2 separate regions of the Ovis aries genome follow, and region 2 is linked to region 1. Evidence: chromatin contacts called from public Hi-C data. All regions are on one chromosome and are shown on one strand. The core of a region is the stretch at or near the end of the contact, and the rest is flanking DNA. Distances in the headings are between cores, read along the strand shown. Region 1 holds the start of ZBTB10 (zinc finger and BTB domain containing 10). Region 2 has its middle 87 kb from the start of ZBTB10.

Region 1 (5,675 bases), core at 2,592-5,091:
TCATTAAAATTAAAGAAAAAAAGTGGAGAGGGGGGATAAAGGGAGTGAACTGTGTCCCAACTTCAAACTTAATTCTTGCCTGAGGAACTACAAAACTATTTCAGTAATTTTAAGGCAGGAGAAAGCTCATGCAAGATACTCTTCATGAAGATGAGAAAAACTGCATGTGCAATGAGAATGTTCAAAGAACCTGAATGGCCAAAGTCTCTAAAAGCATGAAAAAAACTGGTTTGTTCTCTAGAATCAAGAGTGATTCCATGAGATTCCATGATTCCATGCAAGTGGCTTGCAAACTGAGAAAACTGGTAACACTGAGACATGAAGTGCCAGTTCCCCCCACCCTACAGAATTAGCTATTTCCAAAGAAAATAAGTAATGGTGATAATAAATAATAGTTATCATTTACTAAGTGACTAGGTGCTGGCATATACACTTTGCATGCATGAAGAAACTGGAAGTTAACTCATTTGCCTGTCAAGAAAGAGGATTAGGACTCAGGTTCCCCTACTTTAAAGCTCAAGAATGCTCTTACAGACTGTGTTATACTGCCTCCTGCAGGTAATCAAAAGCTGCAGGGCAATGAAAAAAAATAATTAACTGCGCATAGGAAGAAATAACTAAGTTCTTGAACCTGTCACTCATGTATTAACAAGACAAAAAGATCCTATAGGTGGTACCTGGGGTCAATTACAAGGTAATACCCCAAACTAAGCTTAGAATGTAAATAGAAATGATTAGGATCAGTTCAGAGTGGAAACATCCAAAATCCAATCAAGGGAACCAATAAATAGCCTTAGACAAACAGAATGACTGACTAAATTGTATTATTCTCAGTCTAATGATATAATGTCCTAAGAGAAAGTAGTTGGTCTGCAGATTATATTGTAAAAAGGGAGTTTCAAGGGGGCAAAGGGTAAGGGAGGGATAATTCAGGGATTAAGTTTAGAAAAGGTTTTACCTAGGGATGAATTCCCTAATCCAGATATATGCCGAGGGGAGAGGAATACACCATGCTAAGTCTATCATAAGGTTATCCAACTAATTCCCCGTTCCTCTGATTTCAGGTTCACTAAGCAGCTAATTGTAATAATTTGCACTCCCATTCAGATCTGCCTACACAGACTACACTGAAGAGTAACTGATCCACTGAATTAAGAAAATTCAGTTTGATTGTCCTTAGATTTTTCTAAATAACCAACTCATCACAACCAACTCATCACTTAGAAAAACATACTTTCATTTTCACAAGCCCTCCACTTCACCATACTACTTAACTTCAGGAATATATAACGCGACGAAGCCTCTAGACTCCTCTTCTGTAAAATGGGAACAGAATAATTACTTGCCAAAATAAGGGACATCTGTGTTTGGTCACAAAGCTAGTAACTGCAGAAAGCTGAGATGTGAACCTAGATTTTATTCCAAAACCTTTTTTTCCTTCCTCCATTGCAACATTCTTTATAAAGGCTAGTCTCATTTATAACCAAAAACTGTAAGACTTGGGACAATTTACTTAACCTTTCCGGGCCTTACATCTTTAAATGACCTTCCTTGTAGGGCTTAGGCAACTAAAAGTTGTGAAAAAAAACTGTTGCCATTACCCCCCTGAGAAAAACAACCCTATGCCTTAATGTTAAAGTCTCAACTTCTGAGAAATTTCTGGGCTACAGGGTTATTAGACAGTGCCTAATTAACTCCACTAAAAGTGTTCTAAACAGCAAGATCACTCCAACACACAAAGGGACTAGTATCTGAAAGGTGACTTTCTGAAATCAATGCCTGGCTACCGATACAAAAGAATGAATTCCATCTACAACCACAGGTTGTCTTAGGAGGACTGATTAACATCTGCTTGGCTTGGAAAGAGATTATCAAAATGATAAGACTATTATCTTTAATCCAGAAATACTAAGACAAGATTTAAGAAGTACCGTTTACCTGTTTAATAACTAAGAACTTATGATTTTGGTAAATACATTCTCTACCAGTTCGAACCAACTAGTTGGTAGAAGTAACTTTACAGTCAACATTTCAAATATCCTAAGTTTAAAGTAAACTACATTTAAATGAAAACTTTTTGAAAAAGGGGATTACAGAAAATCTCAGCATAGAAATCTGGAGAAGGAAGCAAGTAAAAACTACCACAATTTACCGAAAGCATACCTTTGGAAAGAGAAGTTCAACAAAAAGTTTAAGGAGATGAATTTAGTATAATCATTCACTAAGTCTTATACAAATAGCTTCCTCTACATTTACATACTACTCTCTCATATTTCACATTATCCTGACATGATAAAAAGAATTTTCTCGGTTGCATGTTCTCCTAAAAGGGGTAGCGTCAAAGGTTAAGGAAAGAGTTTAATTCATTCTTCAAAGAGTTACCAGATTTGACTTCCAACAGCACGCTAAAAGACTACCAACATTAAAGCAGCTTTTCTAAAATCACAGCTAATAACATTCTAACCACAAAGCCAACCTTACAGGGTTAAAACCTTCAACCTCGCTTATTAAACTTTCCTTCTGATTCAATCTGACGGGCAAAGAAATCTGAGTCATGAAAAAAATTAAATCAAATTCAGTGCTATGATTAGAAAATTGTCATTCCTCCCCCTCCCCCCAACTCCCCCGGTTAACTTTTGAAAACTTATTCCCAGGCTTTCGAACCCCCCACGCCTAAATTCCCTACACCTCTCTCCTAACAGGAAAGATGTCTTCACCCAGTAGAGTGAGTTTTAGCTGATAAACCTTTCCCCCAAAGATCTGAAAAAGCAGGAGCAACATATATCGTACCTGGGCGTTGGCTTCGTGGAGTTTGTGCTCGGTAGAGACGTGGTGCCTCAGAAGGAGGGTTTTCTTGTAGTTGCGGGTCCCTCGCGAAAGCTCGTCGTGCCCCACTGGGGGCAGATCCCCGCTTCCTCCGTCCTCGGGGGGCTTTTGGCACCAGCCGCAAGACATAAGGCCAGTATCCTTGGAATAGCGCAGCCAGGGAAAATCTTTGAGCCAGGAGGTCTGGAAAGAGCAGTGGAGCTTCTGCATTAGGGACTTGGGCCGCGCGAGCGGGAAGTGCTGGACAGTCTCTCCTTCTCCAGCTCCCACACCGCTGCCCTCCGCTTCGTCCCCGCCATCGCCGCCCGACCGCCTGCTGCTGCTGCAGCTGCCTCCTTCCGCCCCGCTGCCGTCGCCCAGGCTCGCCCCCTCCTCTTCGTCCTCGGTGCTGTCGCTCAGGGACGCGCCGTCCGGCATCAACTCCTTCCCCTCCAGCGCGTCCAGCTCCAGCTCCACGGCCGCCGGCCCTCGCCCATTGAAATGCCTCAGGGGCCATGCCGAGGTCTCGGGGCGGCCGCGGCTACTGCCATTGTTGCCGAGCCCCCCGCCGCCGCCGCCTCGAAAGGCCAGAGTCCGACGGTTCCTTTCCGCTAGCAGGGGGCCCCCGGCGCCACCGCCGCCCAGCGAGGTGGGGCCGCCCGCGTCTTGGGGGAGCAGCAACTCCTTGGTTTCCTCGGCGGCGGCGGCAGCCCCGGCGGAGGCCTCCAGGTCTTGGGGCTCCAGGCCCTCCAATTCCACTTCCTCGTCGGCCCCCCGCCCATTGAGCGGCTGCGGCGCTGGCGGCGGGGGCTGTCTTGGCTGGGGCTGCTGGGGCCAAGCCGAGGCCTCCCCGCCAACGTTATTGTTCGCGGAGCCGCCGCCGCCGCTGGCGGTGACCAACCCGCCTCCTCGGAACGCCAGCGTCCTGCGGTTCATTTCACTGAACGACATGGCGCGCGCCGCCGCCGCCGCCCGGTGCCCCGGCTCGCGCCCGGCCTCGGGCCGCGTCCCGCGCGCTCCCCGCCGCTCCCCCTCCGCTTCGCTCCCGCCCCCACCGCGGGCGTTCCGGTCTCGCGGGGCTCGGCCTCGCCCTCCCGCCCGGCTCGCGCTCGCTCCCCGGGGCTGCCTCACGCGTCCGCCGCCGCCGCCGCCGCCGCCCGCCGGGCCGCCGCCTCCTCGTCCTCCACCCCCGCCCCGCGGCGCTCCGGGCAGCGTCCCGCGCGGAGAAGGGGGGGGCGGGCGGCGGAGAGGTGAGCAGCGAGCCGGCGCGCGTGGGGCCTTCGAAGTTGAGAGGCGGAGTGCGGGGAGACCCTCCGCTGCCCCCTCTTTAAAGCCGCGCGCACACACCGACCCTCCAAACAAGATATCCTTCCTCCGGCGCGCCGAGGAGTCCCGACGCGGCTGCCGGCTTCCGAAGCGCTGAGGGCGAGAGGCACGTTAAACTGCCGGGCTCCGCCACATAACGAACCGACAATAAAGCCGGCGGAGCGTTTCCGTCCGACCAGGCCCTGGCGGAGGTCGAATGGCAAATGAACAACGGACCGTGCGCCCACAATGCACCGGGGTAGCAGTAACCGCTGGAGGGGGAAAGGGTGGGGGCCGGGCGGGGGGAGGGGGCTGGGCTTGGGGCTGGGCTGGGGTGGGGTGGGGGCGCCTGGGGACCGGGAAAGGGGCCGGGCCGCGCCTCCGGCCTGGGGGCGGGGGTGCGGCCGCGGGGGAAGGAAGTCGGCCGAGGGGCGGGGGACAAAAGGCCGGGCGGCGGGCTGGGGGGTCTCGGGGAGGGGGCGGGCGTGTGCAGCCGGGGCCGGGCTCCGCGGAGGACAAACAGCTGGCGAGTGTCAGGTCTGGCCGCCTCCCCGCTGCCCGCACGCACCTACCCGCGCCCGGGACGCACATTTTCCTTCCTTCGCCACGAGTTCACCTGGGACTTTGAGAAATAACTGTACGGTGGGAGCTGCTCTCCAGCCTTGTCATTTGCTGAGGTGGGGTGGGTGGGGGCGGGGGGTAACGGTGCCCGAGGAAGTGAACTTATTTTTGTTCCTTCACAAAGACTGGACCAGGCTGTACCTTTCGGGCGAGGAGGTTACAACCGGGGGCACCTCCTCGTCTGCTGCATTGTGTATTCGATGCAGCAGCTCTGGGCGATAATCATTTCACAGAAAATGCACCGCCCCGAGTGTCTTATTGCTGTGATGAAATGGAAATTTAAATAAAAGGTCGAACACGTGCGTTCAGTGGGAAGTATTGACATGGGTGTTACATCACCAGCAGCCAATCAGATAGCTCCAGTCGTGTTTATACTTCTACAACCACCTTGTGAGTATTACAGTATGTCATAACGTTATAAATATTAGGCAGGGTTTTCCCCAAGAGTGGGGAGGAGTCGGCTCACACAGACGCTGCGTGCGACTCCGAAGAGCGTGTGTGTTAAGACAAGGATTGATTTTTAAGACTTTGGGTTGTTCTTTTTTTTTTTTTAACTGTTGACACTGCACATGGAATTTAGAGTGATTAGAAAAACAGATGGAGCTGGAAATGAAACTCTTACAATAATAATCGTAGTCAACTTGTTCAGAAAAAGATTTTCCAATTTGGAGCCCTTATACTCGTATTTTAAAGTATTTTTTAATGTGCTAAATTTAGCAAATTCTAAAGTGTTGAGATTCATTTTACTCTTTGAAACCTGAAATAAACTTTTAAAAACAAGTTAAAAGTAATGTGAAACAAATCTTAAATCATTTTTATTCAAACATTTCAGATTAAAGAAAGATATTCTCAAACTATGGAGGAGCTTTTTACTGTTTTAATAAATATATTAAGAGGACTAAATAAAACAGTATTAAAAGGTTAATCACAAACATTCAAAATAC
Region 2 (5,178 bases), core at 311-2,810, 88 kb before region 1:
TAAAATAAGAATTGAAGGTCCTCTCTGGTCTTAACAGTCCTATCATTTACGTATACATTTAAACTACTGATCTCAAACTAGCGACAACTTTCAGTTTGCTACAGGTTATAGCAGCTGGCTGAGTTATTTTAATAAAGTGAATTAGATTAGATCTTTCATGGATCATTTGGAAGTCCTAGCAGTCCTCCTCACCCCTATTCTTATGTTCAACCTTACAACTTTGACAAGGAACAACCAAAAAGAACAGTAAGGATTTCAAAATTCTCTTCAGGTCCAACTATTGGGCTTTTTCGATTTCCCAACAAAGTGATAAACTGTGAGTCCTCTAAGAGAGGATCCTAAGTCTTCAGCAGGACACTTCCATTCTACCATCTTACTGTTGTGCCCAAGCTGATAAAAATTTCCTCTGTGAACTGAGTTTCTGAAAGCCTGACCTAATAGCTACCGGTTCTCAATCAATTGCTATTCACACGCAAACATCTGCACACATCAAGTCAATTTAAACATCACGCTGTGGGGTCCTGACACGATGACAGAACCACCAGCTGTCGGGGCACCGCCCTGAATTGGGGACACAAACCCCATTTTCCTATGTAAATTGGCCTGGGCGCTGCTTCGGCCCCCCAACAAAAGGGGACGTTCCTTTTAAATGGGGCCATCTGGCTGTCCCCCGGCCTCAGAGACACCTCCGGGATGGGAGGTAGGAATAGGGGGAGCGGGAGTGATCTTCGGGGGGCCACAAGGTAGGTCGGTAGCACGCAGCTGTCACCCCGACCCCTGGGGTCCGATCCCCAGAGGTTGCGGACCAGCAGATTCGCCCGCCGGGTCCGGGGCGTCTGAAGGTCTGGCAGCGCACTCCCGAGATGGGGGAGGGCGCGCTTTGTTCCCGGGCCCCAAGGGCGCGAGGCGCCACGGCCTCGGGCAGAGTCACCGCTCCGTCCCCGGGCCCCAGGGCAGCTCCCGGCGGGCGGCTAGCAGCCGCGGGCGCCTCCATAGCAACCGCGTGGGAGCTCCGCGAACCGGGAAAGAGGAGCCGGGGAGGAAGGCGGGGAGCAGAGGAGAGGGACGAGGGGGGAGGAGCGGAGAGGGGAGGGGTTCCAGGGAGGAACCGAGGAGAAAAGAGTTGGGGAGGAGGGGTCGAAGAAGGCGCGCGCGGGGGGGAGCCCAGGAGGAAGAGGGAGGGATGGGGAATGGGCGAGGATAGGGATCTGGAGGAAGAGAGGAGGGGAGCGGGGAGGAGAGGGGAGCAGGAAGAAGGGCCCAGGCGAGAAAAGAAGGAAGGGAGAGGGAGCGTGGGTGGGGGGCAGGGAGGAGTGCGGGGAGGAGGGGAACGGGAGGAGTCCGGAGCCGCCGGGATTGGAGGGGGGGGGCGCTGGGAGGGGGAGGCCGGGAGGAGGGGAGCTTGGAGGGGAAAGGAGCCGGGGAGGAGGGCGCGGCCCAGCCCTCCGGGGCACGGTGCCCCGGGGAGCTCGGCGGCCGAATTCCTGCCCCCGCGCCTCTGGGCGGGAGGAGGGGCGGGAGCCGGCGGCCGAGCGCTGGCGCGGGCGGGGACTGCGGCGGGTGGGCGGGAGGCCGCGCGGGGAGGAGCTCCAGGGGCTGGGGGTCCGCCCACCCCAGCCCGCGAGGAGCGCCCCGGGAGCGAACCAGGACTCTCCCCTTCCCCTGAGGCTAGCGGGCCCCTCTCCAGCTGCGCTGACCTTCCCAGCCCCCGAGAGCCGCCCGCAGCTCCCCGGCCCCAGAGCCGCCCGCAGTTTTCCAGGGATGAACAAACCCTCTTCCCCAAGGGCTGTAAACCTGAAGCGCTCTCCCGAAAACAAAGTGCTTAGCTAAGACTTGCTCTCACCCAGGGTTCTCACCAGAGAATAGTGTGTTACAAAACTATTAGAAAGTTGATGCGGAGCTTAGAGTCCTTTTCTCCCTACCCCAGCCCCCACCCACACCCCCAAAAGGAGGGGCCTGTTGGAAAGGATGTATTAAGGAAGGAAATATTAAGCTTGAGAAATTGACAATCTGGATGGAATGCTGACGTCCAGCTGAAAAGTTTGGGGAAAAGCCAAGTCACAAACACATCAGCTTTCTTAAGTACTCTGCTGAGCACCAGCTTGTACGTACGAGACATTTCACAAAGTTGGCAGAATGGGCTTGATCCTTGCTCTCGAAAAGCTAACCACAAAAATGGACTACCATTACACTCTGAGAAGCATTTGTGAATAGTGAAAAGCATTTTGAATAATACGTCTCATGAAGGAGCATTAAATGTGCAAAAAAGAAAAAAATTTAGACAGTATTTCAAAAAAGTCAATAGATATAAGTGCTGTATATTTTAATTTTAAAAACCATTATACAAAGGAAAGGAAAGGAAAATAAACGTTGGGACATTCTCAGCTAACTTGGCCTATGGGAAAATGAAAATAAACCTAATTGAAAAAACAGTGCTCACCATAAATAGGTTTAGCTTTGCAGGCAGGGAACATGGTTTAAGAAGAAAAAAAAAAAAAAGCCAGCAGAAAATTCACCAATCAAATGTAAGATTGTCCATGTTTCATAAAACAAAGGTCAAAGAATCCTGTCAAGCCTTAAAGAACGCTTTCTGTGTAGATAGCCAGGGTTTTGGTTTTGTTGTTTGTTCTGAAAACCCTAATCTGTAACTCTTGTTTTCAGGTATTACTCAGAGGAATATTCTTTGGTTTCTTTTACCCACATATTCCCAAATTAGGTATCAAATTAAAAGAAACAGGAAAACTTGTAGGTTTGTAATTGTACAATATCCCATCTGGTTTCAACTCTTTGACCAAAAAGAAAAGATGAAAACGTAGGCAAACTTCCAAGTATGTCTATTCTAAATGCTAACTTATTTTGACATAAAACGAATGACTTCTAGTCTTTACTTCCCAACTAGTTGGTATGTAATAGTTTTTGAGCGTTCACTGCATTCCAGGCATTATTCTCAGCAATTTATAGACATTAGCATTTTATTTAATCTTCTTAAACATAGAAAGTAAATATTAATATTATCCCATTTTATGGATGAAGAAACTGATGCTTAAAGAGGGCATAAAACAGGTGTAGATCCTGACAACTGTAGTCAGAAAGGTTGGGATGAAGACCCACCAAGCCAGCTGTCACTGAGCAGTTTGTTCCCTGACCACACATTCCTCACGGGTGGGATTTCTCTTACATCTCATCTAGAATAAGATTGAATATAACTACGGATCAATATGTGTATGGGTTAACTGAATTTCTCAATTTCATCTAGTTTTTCTGGCATTAGATAGGTAAACTCACAAGTTATTATTTTCTTTATTTCTTAAGTGTTCGTCTAAAAAATCTTGGTACTATATTGTAAACTTCAGAAATATAAAAAGCAGCAACCTACCAGGCCCAAACCTACTAAGTACAAATTGTTAATGTAGTTTCACATGAGCACTTAAAATTGTGGCAATATGTGAAAGCATATGTTCTGAGTTTAATGATAAACCAAACATTTTTAGTTGTTTATACCCTGTTGCTTATACTTTTTTTTCAGTAAGGAGTTTGATGTCCTTTATTCAAGAGAAAACAATCCATGAATCAAGGAGTACTGTGCCTCATAAGCAGAGGAATACTGCTTTCTAGAGATGTGAGACAAAAGGGAGTTTTATAGAGAGAAAGAGGTGATATAGAAACACTGCATGATTAACTAGGAGATCAGGGATTTCCTTAGAAAGCCTGAAAGTCCTGTTTTCTAGGGTAAGTTAAGCTAGCTAAAGCTGGGTTGGAGGATTATGATAGATATATGTTAGGTTTCATTGACAGGGGTTTCCTGTAAGTGCAGGCTGACTTAAGTTTAGGTTTGTGACATGGGCTGGGCCACTGAGTTGGCCTCCATTTTATGGGTGCCAATATTCAAATTAACTTTATCAACTCCCCCTTTCGATCAATTTTCTCAGTTGTAGTCAAAGTTTAAGGTATTACTGCCACTTTGAGCTACCACTTGTTGATGTTGGAGTCAGGTTGAATCTCCAACTGGAAAAAAAAAAAGGTTGGAATATCAAAGTCTTATTCTCTTAGTTGACTTTCTTCATCCCATTTTTGGCATTCTCAGCAAAGGGAGATCATTTGGTCATCAGCAACAGCATGCATGCATGTAAAGCTTTCGAGAGAATACAGCAAACCACAAAGATGATTACAAAGACTATATGCAGAATAATACCCAATGATTGGAGGGCACTCTCAAGGCATGGTCCCAATGACCCAAAACAAGCAGATCAGAGAAAAAGTCTGCTGAAGGAGTCACTTTTTTAAACCAAGTGGCTTGCTTAGTGACTTTATGTAGCTTGGTCTCAATGTCTCCAAAAACATAGTAGCTGTTGATCACAGCACAGATGGTTACCTCTGTGCTCAGCTAACAGAAAATCAAAGGCTATCCTATCATCAAGAACAACTTTAGCTGGACAGTCTAGGGACTTTTATTTGCTTTAGCAGCAAATTCTTCAATATCTTTAAGAGTTAAGGAAAGATTGCTGATTATAGCCTCATTTCACTTAATTTTCTATTCAAGGGTGGAGGCATCTGACAGAGGAAGTGAATTTTGAATCATAAATGCCCCTGGTATTTCCAGTTTGAGTCTGTGGCTGGGGGCTGGAAAGATGACAGCCATTCTTGTTGTTATATCATGCTCAGTTGTGTCTGACTCTTGGCGACCCTATGGACTGAAACCTGCCAAGCTCCTTATGGAATTTTCTCCAGGCAAGGATACTAGAGTGGGTTGCCATTTCCTTTTCCAGGGACAGCCGTAGAAGCCAGTAAAACTTAAGGATATATAGACCACATAGGTGGTTTTATTTTGATTACCCTTGCCTTAAGTTTCTTTCTTTATCCAAAACCTGGATGGATGCAAGTTTCCCCACATTTGGGGTTGTCCTATTACTTATACTGACTTGTTTATTTTTCTATCTAAGGTTTGACAACAACCTTAAATTCTTAGTCATCTGCAAATTAGGAGAAATGGATAAGCATCACCTGCACACTCCAAGACATTCAGAGTCTTCTGCTGAATTTAGCCTTTGTCAGGAGATAATGAGACTATACCCACTCTTAAAATGTTTTGCCTCTGAAATCTTTTCTCTTCTTCTGTCTGAATCAGTCCTCCAGTCTTCACATGACCCATCTAGGGAAACAAAGGAAGGAAAGGAAAGG

Evidence for each region. Hi-C and Micro-C count contacts between places; a contact is called where the count stands out from the background.
Region 2: a Hi-C map of tail adipose tissue shows a contact between it and region 1, with 5 times the contacts expected there. The contact joins the enhancer-like site here to the promoter of ZBTB10 in region 1. A contact is called at or near these places in 9 of 16 Hi-C or Micro-C datasets (hypothalamus, liver, mixed tissues and 4 more).

Annotation. Positions count from the first base shown.
Region 1 is chr9:56,748,687-56,754,361 of ARS-UI_Ramb_v3.0, reverse strand. ZBTB10 (zinc finger and BTB domain containing 10) reads right to left here and starts at 3,841. Exons shown (of 6, transcript XM_004011759.6): 1 at 2,791-3,841. The coding sequence starts at 3,756.
Region 2 is chr9:56,835,248-56,840,425 of ARS-UI_Ramb_v3.0, reverse strand. No RefSeq gene overlaps it. Among named protein-coding and RNA genes, the nearest start is that of ZBTB10, 87 kb to the right of the region's middle. Within about 2 kb of position 1,560, at least 35 of the 54 cell types and tissues checked have an H3K27ac peak or open chromatin away from gene starts, as enhancers often do. A contact at or near this core is called in hypothalamus, liver and tail adipose tissue, where this site is marked.